Linked DNA regions of Sus scrofa: region 2 is linked to region 1. Evidence: chromatin contacts called from public Hi-C data. All regions are on one chromosome and are shown on one strand. Each heading gives the region's core, a stretch centred on a gene start, on an enhancer-like site or on the middle of the called end of the contact. The rest is flanking DNA. Distances are from core to core; before and after follow the strand shown.

Region 1 (5,185 bases), core at 1,262-3,761:
TTCCACAGCTCTGAGACCAACGACCGTGTGGGCGTTTTTTTAGACGCAGTTTCCGCTTCTGCGTGCTTCATGCTGCCTCATTGTCCTGGTGTAGGTTTAGCAGAATAAATCTCAGCAGTTCAGATTTAGATTGCTATTCACTTGCAACTTCAATCACAATTCCTCTCCCATCAACGCTGGCTGGGGAGGTGCTTGGCAGTGGGGAGGGGAGAGGGTAAGCCCAGCCAGCAAGGTAATTTCTGCAGGCTGCCTTCTTAGGTAAGAATGATTGCTTTGCTCAGAACTTCAGACACCCTAACCCTGTGTCCAGTGAGTCACGTTTGACCTCTAGAAATGACATTGGAAACCCAGGGTGCCACAGAGACCCAGCAGAGGAAGAACTGACTCTAGCATTGGAAGACAGTGTAGACTGGCCAGTATTCTTTCTGTAAAGGAAAACGAACTCCTTAAGTGGTTTATCTTCATAATGGTGCCTGAGGCTCCAGCTGATAAGGGAAGTTGCAGCCAGTGTAAGAATACCAGTTCCACTGGGCAACAGGAAATGGGGGTCCTTTATCCATGAGGGTGGGGGAGGGGGTCTTGTCTAAAACTTGGCATTTGGTCAGCCTTGTTTCTTCAGCTTTAGAGTGTATCCCTCGGTTGTAAAAAAACTGTTTTCTAAAGTGAAGGGCTTCTTTAAGAAAACAAATGAATGAGTATGAGCCCTACATCTTTCTCTCCAAGTGTGTTAGACAAAGCCATGCCTCCGGGAATAGTCCAGCTGCTCTGAATGTTATGACAAAGGAATACAAGTTCAGGGACATGAACTCGAGATGCCAGACGTTCTCATGACCCCTGTGAGAAAGATAGTAGGGCTCTGGTTTCCAGGCTCGGGTTTACTTTCCCCCAAAAGACAGATCATCAGTCAGGCCCATTGAATTCTCTGTATCACCCGTTAGCTCCTGCAGGAGCAAAGGGTATAATACGTGACCCACTGGTGTTTCTGCAGCGGTGCTTTAATTGAGTCTGTTAATGGAGAACATCAGGGAAGAAAGGGGACCTGGCTCCTCCCCCCGGCTAATCAGAGGACAGCCGTCATCCTTGTTTGATTTTTTTTTTTTTTCGCCCCGTACTTGCCACTGAGAAATAGTAGATTTAGAAGCTTCTCTCCACGTGAAATGTCTCCTCTCTCATCATAGAGAGCTTTGCATAAGGAAGACAGTTATGCTGCGGCTCAGAAGCCCATAATTTAGTCAAAGTCCACACAGTGGAGGGATAAATCCAATGGCTTAGTCAGTATTTCCACCTTCTGTCTTGGTTACCTAACTCATTACCTAGAAAGGAGCTGGGATCCTAGGCAGGCAACCAGAACAGAAAAATTATTAAGACTTCCAGGTAGACCTGATCTCCAATCAAGGAGTAAGCCCTGTATTCAAATAGTTCTGAGTGCAGGGGTAGACCTGCTGTAGGACACTGGTTCATGGCCTGACTGCACTTTATAATCACGTAGAGAATTTTTTTTTTTTTTTTGGTCTTTTTAGGGCTGCACCTGCAACATATGGAGGTTCGTGGGCTAGGGGTCACATCGGAGCTACATCTGCCAGCCTACACTACAACCACAGCAACTCGGGATCCGAGCTGCATCTGTGACCTACACCACAGCTCACGGCAACACTAGATCCTTAACCCATGGAGCAAGGCCAGGGATTGAACCCGCAACCTCATGGTTCCTAGTCAGATTTGTTTCTGCGGCGCCACAATAGGAACTCCAACTTAGAGAATTTTTAAAAATACTAAACAGTGATGATGATTGTTGTACAACTATACATGTAATAAAATTCATTGAGTAATTAAATTTTTTTTAATTTAAAAAAGAAACAGTGAAATAAATTAATAAGAGCTAAACTTAAAAAAAAAATGCTAACAATGGGTCCCACCTCCAGGGATTCTGAAAAATATTTGTCTAGAGGTATGACCTATGCGTTAGAATATTTTAAACCTCCCCGGGTAATTCAAGTGTGCAGACAAAATTGAGAACCACTGCTTAGGAAAGACAGAAACAGCATCTTAGACATGAGGCTGGAGCTAAAAATGTCTGCTGTACTGGGGTAGGCATTCTAGTCATCCCCCCAGTACCAGGAAGAGAGATGGATGTGTGGGGGCAGAGGCAGCAGAGTTCAACCAAGGCTGGGAACCAAACCGTCACACTAATTGCCCATGAGGATCATTGTGGGAGTAAGGGGTTGACTCTTATGTGCTGGCTGGCAGTTGCTCTGTGTGTTTAAATCCCAACTCTCCAAATGGAGTGTAAACTCCCTTAGAGTGTCAGACGCCAGCCCCCGGAACGTGTCTCCCACCTTCCCCATAAAATGCTATGCTCTGGAGTGCGGGGCCTGTAGTGATCCTCTGATAACCTGCCAGGCTGTAGAGCAATGGCACGTGGTGACGGCGCGTGAAGAGGATGGGAGGTGGGGGGAGGACTTCAGCTGGAGGCGTGGGTCAGCCCTGGAAAGGGTAATGTTTTCATGTTCATTCATTGCACAAGCCGTCCTGCTTTCATATCTGAAAGGGATGTGCTCGTGTTGGATGTCCCCAAAGCCACCCTTTCCTGGCAGGTCTCTTGACCTCTTCCCGCAGGGTTAGCTGTCTGTGCTTTTCCTCTGGTGCAGGTACACAGGCGTCTGCTGCTGGTGAGAACGGCCCTGGCAGAAAAGCGTTAAGGAGATTCACTGGGTCCTGAGGGTTGTGATTTTGAGGTTGATACTAAATCCCTCAGAGTGAGGAGAGGGAGCAGACTTCACAAGTCAGCAGAAAAGCTGCCAAGAATGTACTTGCCAAATGGCTGTGTCCATGATACTCCAAACTTTGGTAATTTTCCTGTGTGTCTGATTGAAAAATCATATTTGTGGTGTCAGGCAAGGCAAGAATAAAGAAATGATACACTTAATATCTGTACGCACATGGGCAGTAGAAACTTTCACAGCTTAAAGAGTTGTCCTGCCAAAGTTGAAAATCACAAAGAGTAAACAGCTTTGCTCACAATTTTGTTGGAAATCCAGCAAGAGTCCTGGTAGCCAAGTTGCAGAAAGGGGAGAGACGCTAAAGACTGAAGTTTGTTGAGCATTTCTTTGATTTATACAAGTTGTTTTGTAAAGGGTGGATCATTTAATACTTGCCACACTCTATGTTACCCATGTAGATATTTTCAAAATGCAAGTAGGAGACTGTAACCCATTTTCTTTAAGTCCCTCAGTGGCTTTCCAGAACTATTTGGAATAGAGAACCCACACTTTGACATGGCACATGGGTCTTGCCTAGGCTGACTCCATGCTACCTGTGGTCAGTCTGTTCTGACCATGGCGGTTCTTGAGGGGCCCATGCTCCTCCCACTGCAGGGCACTTGCACCCGTGCTTCTCTCCCCTGGAACCCTGCCTCCCACTCCTCACTCCAAAGCCTCCAAATGCCCTTTAACCTCTTCCTTCAGATTCCAAGGAAAGTCTCAAGGTCAGGGGCCAGGCAGCAGACTGAAACCATATCAGTCATTTGAACCAAGGGGCTATAATATAACACATTATCAAATAAGTGCCAAATTAATAACTGGATAACAGAAAGGATGGACTAGAGAGCAGAAGAGAGCTTGGAAACTACAGCCCAGGGACAAAATCTAGCTCAGGGTCGGTTTTGGGTGACCAATGAGCGAAGAATGGGATTTACCTTTGTAAAAGGTTATTTAAAAAGAAAAACCCAAAAACTAGCACGTGACCCACAAAGTTGGAAATATTTACTATCTAGCCTTGACAGAAAAAGCTTGACCACCTCTGCTCTTTGGCATCACAGAGGTAAGAACTGTAGCCACCACCTCCGGGACTCCAGGAACACACGTTGGAGTGATTACAACTTGGCAGCTTAAAGAAGGGGTAGAGCCGAGGGCCCGCAACCCAGACCTCTGAGGAGGGGGCATGAGTGGCGGGTGCTGCTGTCTCAGAGGCTGGGGGTGATGAAGCTGCTTCTACGGGCGGCAGGAAAACCACACACTCTCCCGAGCTGCTCTCATGGGAAGGAACTGCTGCTGCCCAGGTGAAGAAGCCATGACTTTGCCCTGGTCCCACCCAGGGTATGTGAGGCCTCCAGAGGTCACTCCAGGGTAGACAGGAAGGAACAGCGTCTTCTCTCCCACCAGGCGTTCCGTCTCCCTCCATCCTACCCTCTTGCTAGAGCCCACCATAAAGGCAATCTGCAAAGCAAAAATGTGTTTCTCAGAGCACCCGCCCGCAAGTCACAGCACACACCATTAGAGGAGTAGGTTTGGAGGATGATAAAGTAATAACTAGCAGCAGAAACCTTCCCTGAACTCCTTGATGCGCTCAGTGTCACCCATCCGTCGTATCTTTACGGTAGGTACTCTGTGTCTTTTCTCCGCAGCACTTACCGCGGTTAACGGTAATAGCAGGCACTTACCTAGCACTGCTGTGGGGCGGCTGTTCTGAGATGTAATCATGTCTCTCCATTTAATCCTCACCACCCCCTTGTATATTTTTCCCATTGTATACATAATTAAAAGGAGGCACAGAGAAGTTACATAACTTACTCAAGGTTACACGCAGCTGATAGGTAGAACCAGACTTTGAACTTGGACAGTTTTGTTCCAGGGTCTGGATTCTTACCGCCATGGTATTGCCCCTCCGTGTCAGGTTTATGTGTGTGAATCTTGGTGGCTGCGTGTCTCCCGAAGTAGACTGACTTCATGAGGGTAGACTTTGGGTTTCTTCCTGCTGATCACAGCGTCCCCTGCACCTGCCACAAGGTCTGCCCGCAGGAGGGTCTCAGTAAATATTTCTCTGAATGAATGAATAAATGGACGAGAAACTGGAGTCACTGGAAAGTTAAGCCACCTGTTAGCTGTCAGAGCTGAGACTCTACCCGGGTCTCTCTGACTCCAGAGCCCATACTCTTCCCAGTCATGAGCTGGCAGACAAGTGCTTTCTAGCCAGTGACACGGAGTGACAGCCGAGGCACTGGAAATTCGTCACTGCTCTCTGTGTTTTGAATAAGTGGTTGTGTTCCTTGTGGTCTTCAGGGTATCCAGAATGTGTGAGATATACATGCATAATTCACCAATCCCTGCTCACGCCATGTGAGAAAAATCACTGTGCCAAGCACAGTCCCCAAGCCCAGGAGCTGGCTCCTCTAGCCAAGTTTTCTCAG
Region 2 (5,078 bases), core at 1,205-3,704, 38 kb before region 1:
AGTAGCTGATGTGACTGAGGTTTCAGCAGCAGAATGTGAGGAGAAGTAACGCGTGCCACTTCTATATCATTTCCCTAAAGGAGTGCCCTCCACTTCCTCGTCTCCCTTGCCACCAGCTGGGGTGCTGATGTAGTCATTCATGCTTCAGTGGAGAGGAGACAACACTGAAAGAATCCAACTCGGATCCCTGATGGGCTCTGGAGAACAGAGCAGCCACCTCCTCTCTCCACTGCCTTCTGCTGCTACACCTGGTGAACCTGCCTTTAGCACCTTTCCTTAATTTGGCCAAGGATCAAACACACAGGAAAGAAGAACAATATTGCTAGACTTGTGTCTGGGTTAAGACAACATAGGCCACAGGTGGAGCCACATGAGAGAATCTTAGATGCAAGCTGTGTGTGCTTTGGTGAATAGATGGTATAAAAATTATATTGACTTTTTGGGGAAGCTTTGTTTACATCCTGGTTTCTAGTTGAGTTTCAGATGACTGAAGTTACCTATTAAATGTCCTCCAGGTGAGAAAGATCATTGAATCGAGGAAAGGCAGACCCACAGTTTTTGACTATTTGTTATGTGCCAGGTACCAAAGACGGACGTGTGCACACACACACAACACACACACACACACACACACACACACATACTCTAACCTCAAGATGTGTCCACTGGTGGGAAGATTAACAAATATAAAAATGGTGTTGAGAGGAAAATATCAGTTAATACCTCCAGTTGCAAGCAATCAAAATTCTGACTCAAACTGGTTTAGGAAAAAAAAAAAAAAGATCATTTATGTGTTTATGTAAATGACCAAGAGTAAACCAGACTTTAGGCATTTGAACCCTACTGAAATGGATTCTCTGTGGCTGGGGCCTGGAAATCTGTGCTGCCCCCGCCCCCTGCATTCCCCCACCAGGTAATTTCAATTCTGTTTTGGAATGTGCTTTTAGGTAGATAATTGGGCTGCAAATTGGAGATGGGACTGGTAAGGGGAGAGAAAGAAGGAGGCGATGATTGTGTCAAAGGATCGGAATCCTGATCCAGGCAGAGGCAGTTCCCAGCAGCACAATGTCTGCTGTGTACTTTGCGCACACGCTGAAGGCTGCTTGCGTGGGAGGTGAGCAGGGAAGTCAGTAGAGGACCCTGCCATCTGTCTGGCAGTCAGTCTGAGGGTTCATAGTCCTTATGAAAGTGGCTGTCATTTCCTTCATTCACCCAACATCTATTTATTGTGCAACTATGTACCAGTCATTAAGCTAGAGAGTGAGGATACAGGGGTTTACAAGCAAAGAGACTTTCCTCATGATGCTTACATTTTAGGGGGAGACAGTCAACAATGATTAGAAAATGAGCCGATTACTGGTTGTGTTGAGTTTTGCAAACAGAAAAGTCCTTCACCACATAATCCCTAGTGGAGGCTGACATTGGACTGGGTGGAGGAAAAACCTTCAAGCTGACAACTTAGTGGAGATCTGAGAGCATGGGCGGAGTGTGCCAAACAGAGGCAATAGCAAGTGCAAAGGCCCTGAGCTGAGAGAGTTGTGGTTGGGGTGGAAACACAGAAAGGGGCAAGCGTGGCTAGAGATCAGTGAGAGGGAGACTGGAGTGGGATGAGCCTGAAGAAGTTGGCAGGGACCAGGCTATGGGATAACTAGCAGACCCCAAAAAGAATTTGGATTTTATTCCACATGCAATTAAATGTTTGCTTTAATAGGAATTTCCTGGCTACTGTGTGGAAAAAGTGTAAAATTAGGTTCAGGATTAGATGGACTCCAAGGTTCTTGCCTGGTCCCAACAACCCATGTCATGCTCCTGGGGTCCCCAGGACTGTGGACCCTATATCATTGATGTCCCATAGAACTTTCAGTAAGGATAGAAATGTTCCACACCTGTGCTGGCCTAACCCAAAGCTCAGGTGGATCTCGAGTACCTGCTTTGTTGCTGGTTTAACTGAGGACGTGGAGTTTAAATTTTATTCCATTTAAATGGACTTGGGTAAATATATAGAGACGCGAGTGGCTAATGGCTATTGAACCTGACAACACAACACAACACTAAGCCCTGGGTGCCTGACGGTTTCTACTCCTTACCCAGAAGCCAGGGCCTTCTCCAAAGGGTGGGATTGTAAAAGGGGTTATTGACCCCTAAATGCCAAGCCCCCTCTGTGCATTTGGCTTGTCAAGTGGAGAGGTTGGGAGTTGGAGGGGTGGCATCCTGAGGTTCATTTTGGCACCGCGGAGGCACTGCACCTAGCTGTGAGGCTCTCCACGCGCACCCTGAGGGAAACCCCGCATTGCGAACAAAGGTTTCCGGACCTCTCTTTCCATAAAGCACCAGCCTCGCGCTCTCGCGGCCTCGGGCGCGGTACATTCATTGGCAGGAGGGAAACGGCCCCGCAGCGCCTCGCCCCGCCTGCCCCGCAGCCGGGTCGCGTAGACTCAGCTCCGGGCGCAGCACAGGTGGGCTGGGGAAGCCAGAGACCCAGGCGCGCCACCGCCACCGATCGGGATTGGAGGTGCGGGGAATCCTTGCCGCGCAGTCGCCGCTTTTTCTCTCGGGGACTGGGGCAGAGGTGGCGCGGGCTATTGCCCGCACGGGATCTACTTCCTGAGCTTGCTTTCGCTTTGCCCGGGGCTTGGCGAGGCCTGCGCGCCGCAAGCGCCGGGAGGGAGTCGCGCAGGTGGCCGCGGGGGAGGGGCAGGGGCTGCGCGGCTTGAACCCTGCGGACGCATCCCTGGCTGAGACTCTGTGCCCCTCGACGCGCGTAGGTCCCGGCTGGCCGGGCGGCGCCCCTGACCTTGGTTTCTCCCCGTGGCAGGTCTGCGCAAGGACCATGGGTGCGTCGCTGGGCAGCGGCGCGCGGGTGGCTCTCCTGCCCCGCCAGGCCTGCGGCGCCGTCCGGCGCTGGGCACCCCCCGCGCCCGCCCGAGGCTGCCACTCCAAGACGGGCCTGCCGCGTCCTGTGCCCCTGAAGAAGCGCGGATACGATGTCACCAGGAATCCGCATCTCAACAAGGTAACGGTCCCGGAGGGTGGGATGGCCCAAGCCGCTATCCAGCGCCGGCCGGAGGGCGCCCCGCCCCCTGGGCCCGGGAAGGATCCTCCCAGCCGCCCTTCCAGTGGCTTTCCATTTTTGCCGGGGGAAGCTTGCAGTAACTCGGTTTGGCTTGTATTTCTTCCTTTATTTTTTAACCACTCCTCTTCTCCCTGGAAAGAGGTGATCAGTAACGCAGGGAGCCCAATTTCTTCAAACATACAGACGGGGTTAAGGTCCTCATGACCAGTCCGACGTGGGGTCGGATCTCCCCTTGATGCTTAGTGATTCTGTTGCTCTTGGGCAGTTCATTTAATCACTGTCAGGCCAAGTTCCCCCTCCGTAAAAGCGGAAGCAGTTGTCTCAGCAGCATTGTGAGCTTTCAAGAGAAAATGGAGGCAGAGTCCTTAGCACAGTATCTGACACCCCGTGGGAGCACATGTCAGCTAAAATTGTAATTATTCTGAGAAAAAGGTTGATTTGAGCAGAGACCAAAAAGTCTAGAATTATAAGAACGTTTAGACCTTGAAGGGGCATCAGATATGCTAATTCAAACCTCTCCTTTTACAAATGAGAAAACAAGACAAAGGGAACTTGCCCAAGGTCACCAGCTAGTTTTGGCTCTGCCGCTGAAATCTGGGGCTGGATCTCTGGTGCTTGGGTCAAGTTCAGCTCACTGCTTGTTAGCAGTGCCTAAGAGCACACACGTTTGTTCCTGAGAGTCAAGTTTAGTATCACGGGTGTTAAAAACCCAGGAAGCCAGAGACTTGACGCCTGTCTCCGGGCACCTCCTCAAGTTAGCTTGGGCATCTCAATTTCTCTGAGTGCCACTTTCTGTTGCTTAAGGTGGATGTTAGACAAACCCACCATTCCTACCACATTCAGTTATTATGACAGTCAAATGAATTACTGAATTTGAAATCATATTTTAAACTATATAAAGTGCTTGGTAAATAAATAATTACTACAAAATAAGAACTGTAATAATTTCTTTGAATTAGGATTGTGAAAGTCAAGGGCGGAAGTTCTTGTGGAAAAGGTGTTTTTGAGAAATAGGGACAATTATGTCAATGTTCAGTATGTGACTGTTTCCTGCAGAATTAATAGAAGAGGCTGAGAAAGGAATTTTTTTCTCTCAACCTCCACCTATCACACAGTGCCCCCTGCTTCCTCCCAAAAAAGGAACCCTAAATCCTATGTATATTACAACTTTGGAATGGGTGGGGTGTTTTATGAATTTAAATTTGCTTTGGTAAAAGTGTTAGCAAAATGAACTCAAACTGGCTTAGCCAATAAAAGCCTTCTTCAACTCACTATTTAGAGGAAGGAGGGGTTGCAGGTGAGTTTGACTCAGCAGTCTGGGTGGCATCTCTCAGGATGCACATTCTCTCTGGCTCTCTACTCAGCTTCATCCTCATGCTCCATCCAGGAGAGTCTTTCACCTCCATGCTGCCACAGTCCCCTTCACTTTTTCTCACCCCACACCATCCAGGGATAGAAGGACACGTTCTTCTGATAACCCTTGTGGAAGAAAAGGGACACTTTCTCTGAGGTCTCAGAAAAATATTCTTTCTGTCTCATGGACTCTGATTGGATTCCTTTCCATCCATTCTCCAAACCGACCACCATCACTTAAGCCATCAGGGCTCCCCCCTGGATTGAAAGATAGTGTTTAGGTTAGGGGCACCCATTCCACCTGGTTTAGAATAAAGGGGATGTGGTTCATCCCCCTTCCCCAAGTAAATCTGTATTTGTTATCGGAGGCAGGAGGAATGGACGCTGGAAAGCAAAATAATGAAGCCCCACCACAGACTCTGATTGTTCTAATTGCTTTAGAAGTATTGGCACTTAATGCTCTATGAGTAGTTAAAAAGTAAAAGAGGGCCTTGAAAGCTTTGTCTTTTCTACCCTAGGTTTATGGTTCCCTAAAAGCCCTTGTCCCTTGTCCTTGATGGAAAATTTCTCCTCCTAAATAGTACAAACGGACACTGCCCATAAATCTAGGGGACCTGACCTTGTCATGACGTTAAAGATTTTTTTGTATATC

What was found. A called contact is a pair of places that touch in the nucleus more often than the background predicts.
Region 2: a Hi-C map of skeletal muscle shows a contact between it and region 1, with 2.1 times the contacts expected there. The contact joins the promoter of ME3 here to the enhancer-like site in region 1. A contact is called at or near these places in 3 of 47 Hi-C or Micro-C datasets (embryonic fibroblasts, heart right ventricle and skeletal muscle) and 1 of 2 datasets of contacts at active chromatin or transcription factors (skeletal muscle).

Annotation. Positions count from the first base shown.
Region 1 is chr9:20,448,642-20,453,826 of Sscrofa11.1, reverse strand. All of the region lies in intron 2 of ME3 (malic enzyme 3), which reads left to right. Among named protein-coding and RNA genes, the nearest start is that of ME3, 38 kb to the left of the region's middle. Within about 2 kb of position 2,511, at least 10 of the 83 cell types and tissues checked have an H3K27ac peak or open chromatin away from gene starts, as enhancers often do. A contact at or near this core is called in skeletal muscle, where this site is marked.
Region 2 is chr9:20,486,391-20,491,468 of Sscrofa11.1, reverse strand. It overlaps ME3 (malic enzyme 3), which reads left to right and starts at 2,454. Exons shown (of 16, transcript NM_001244258.1): 1 at 2,454-2,512; 2 at 2,816-3,013. The coding sequence starts at 2,831.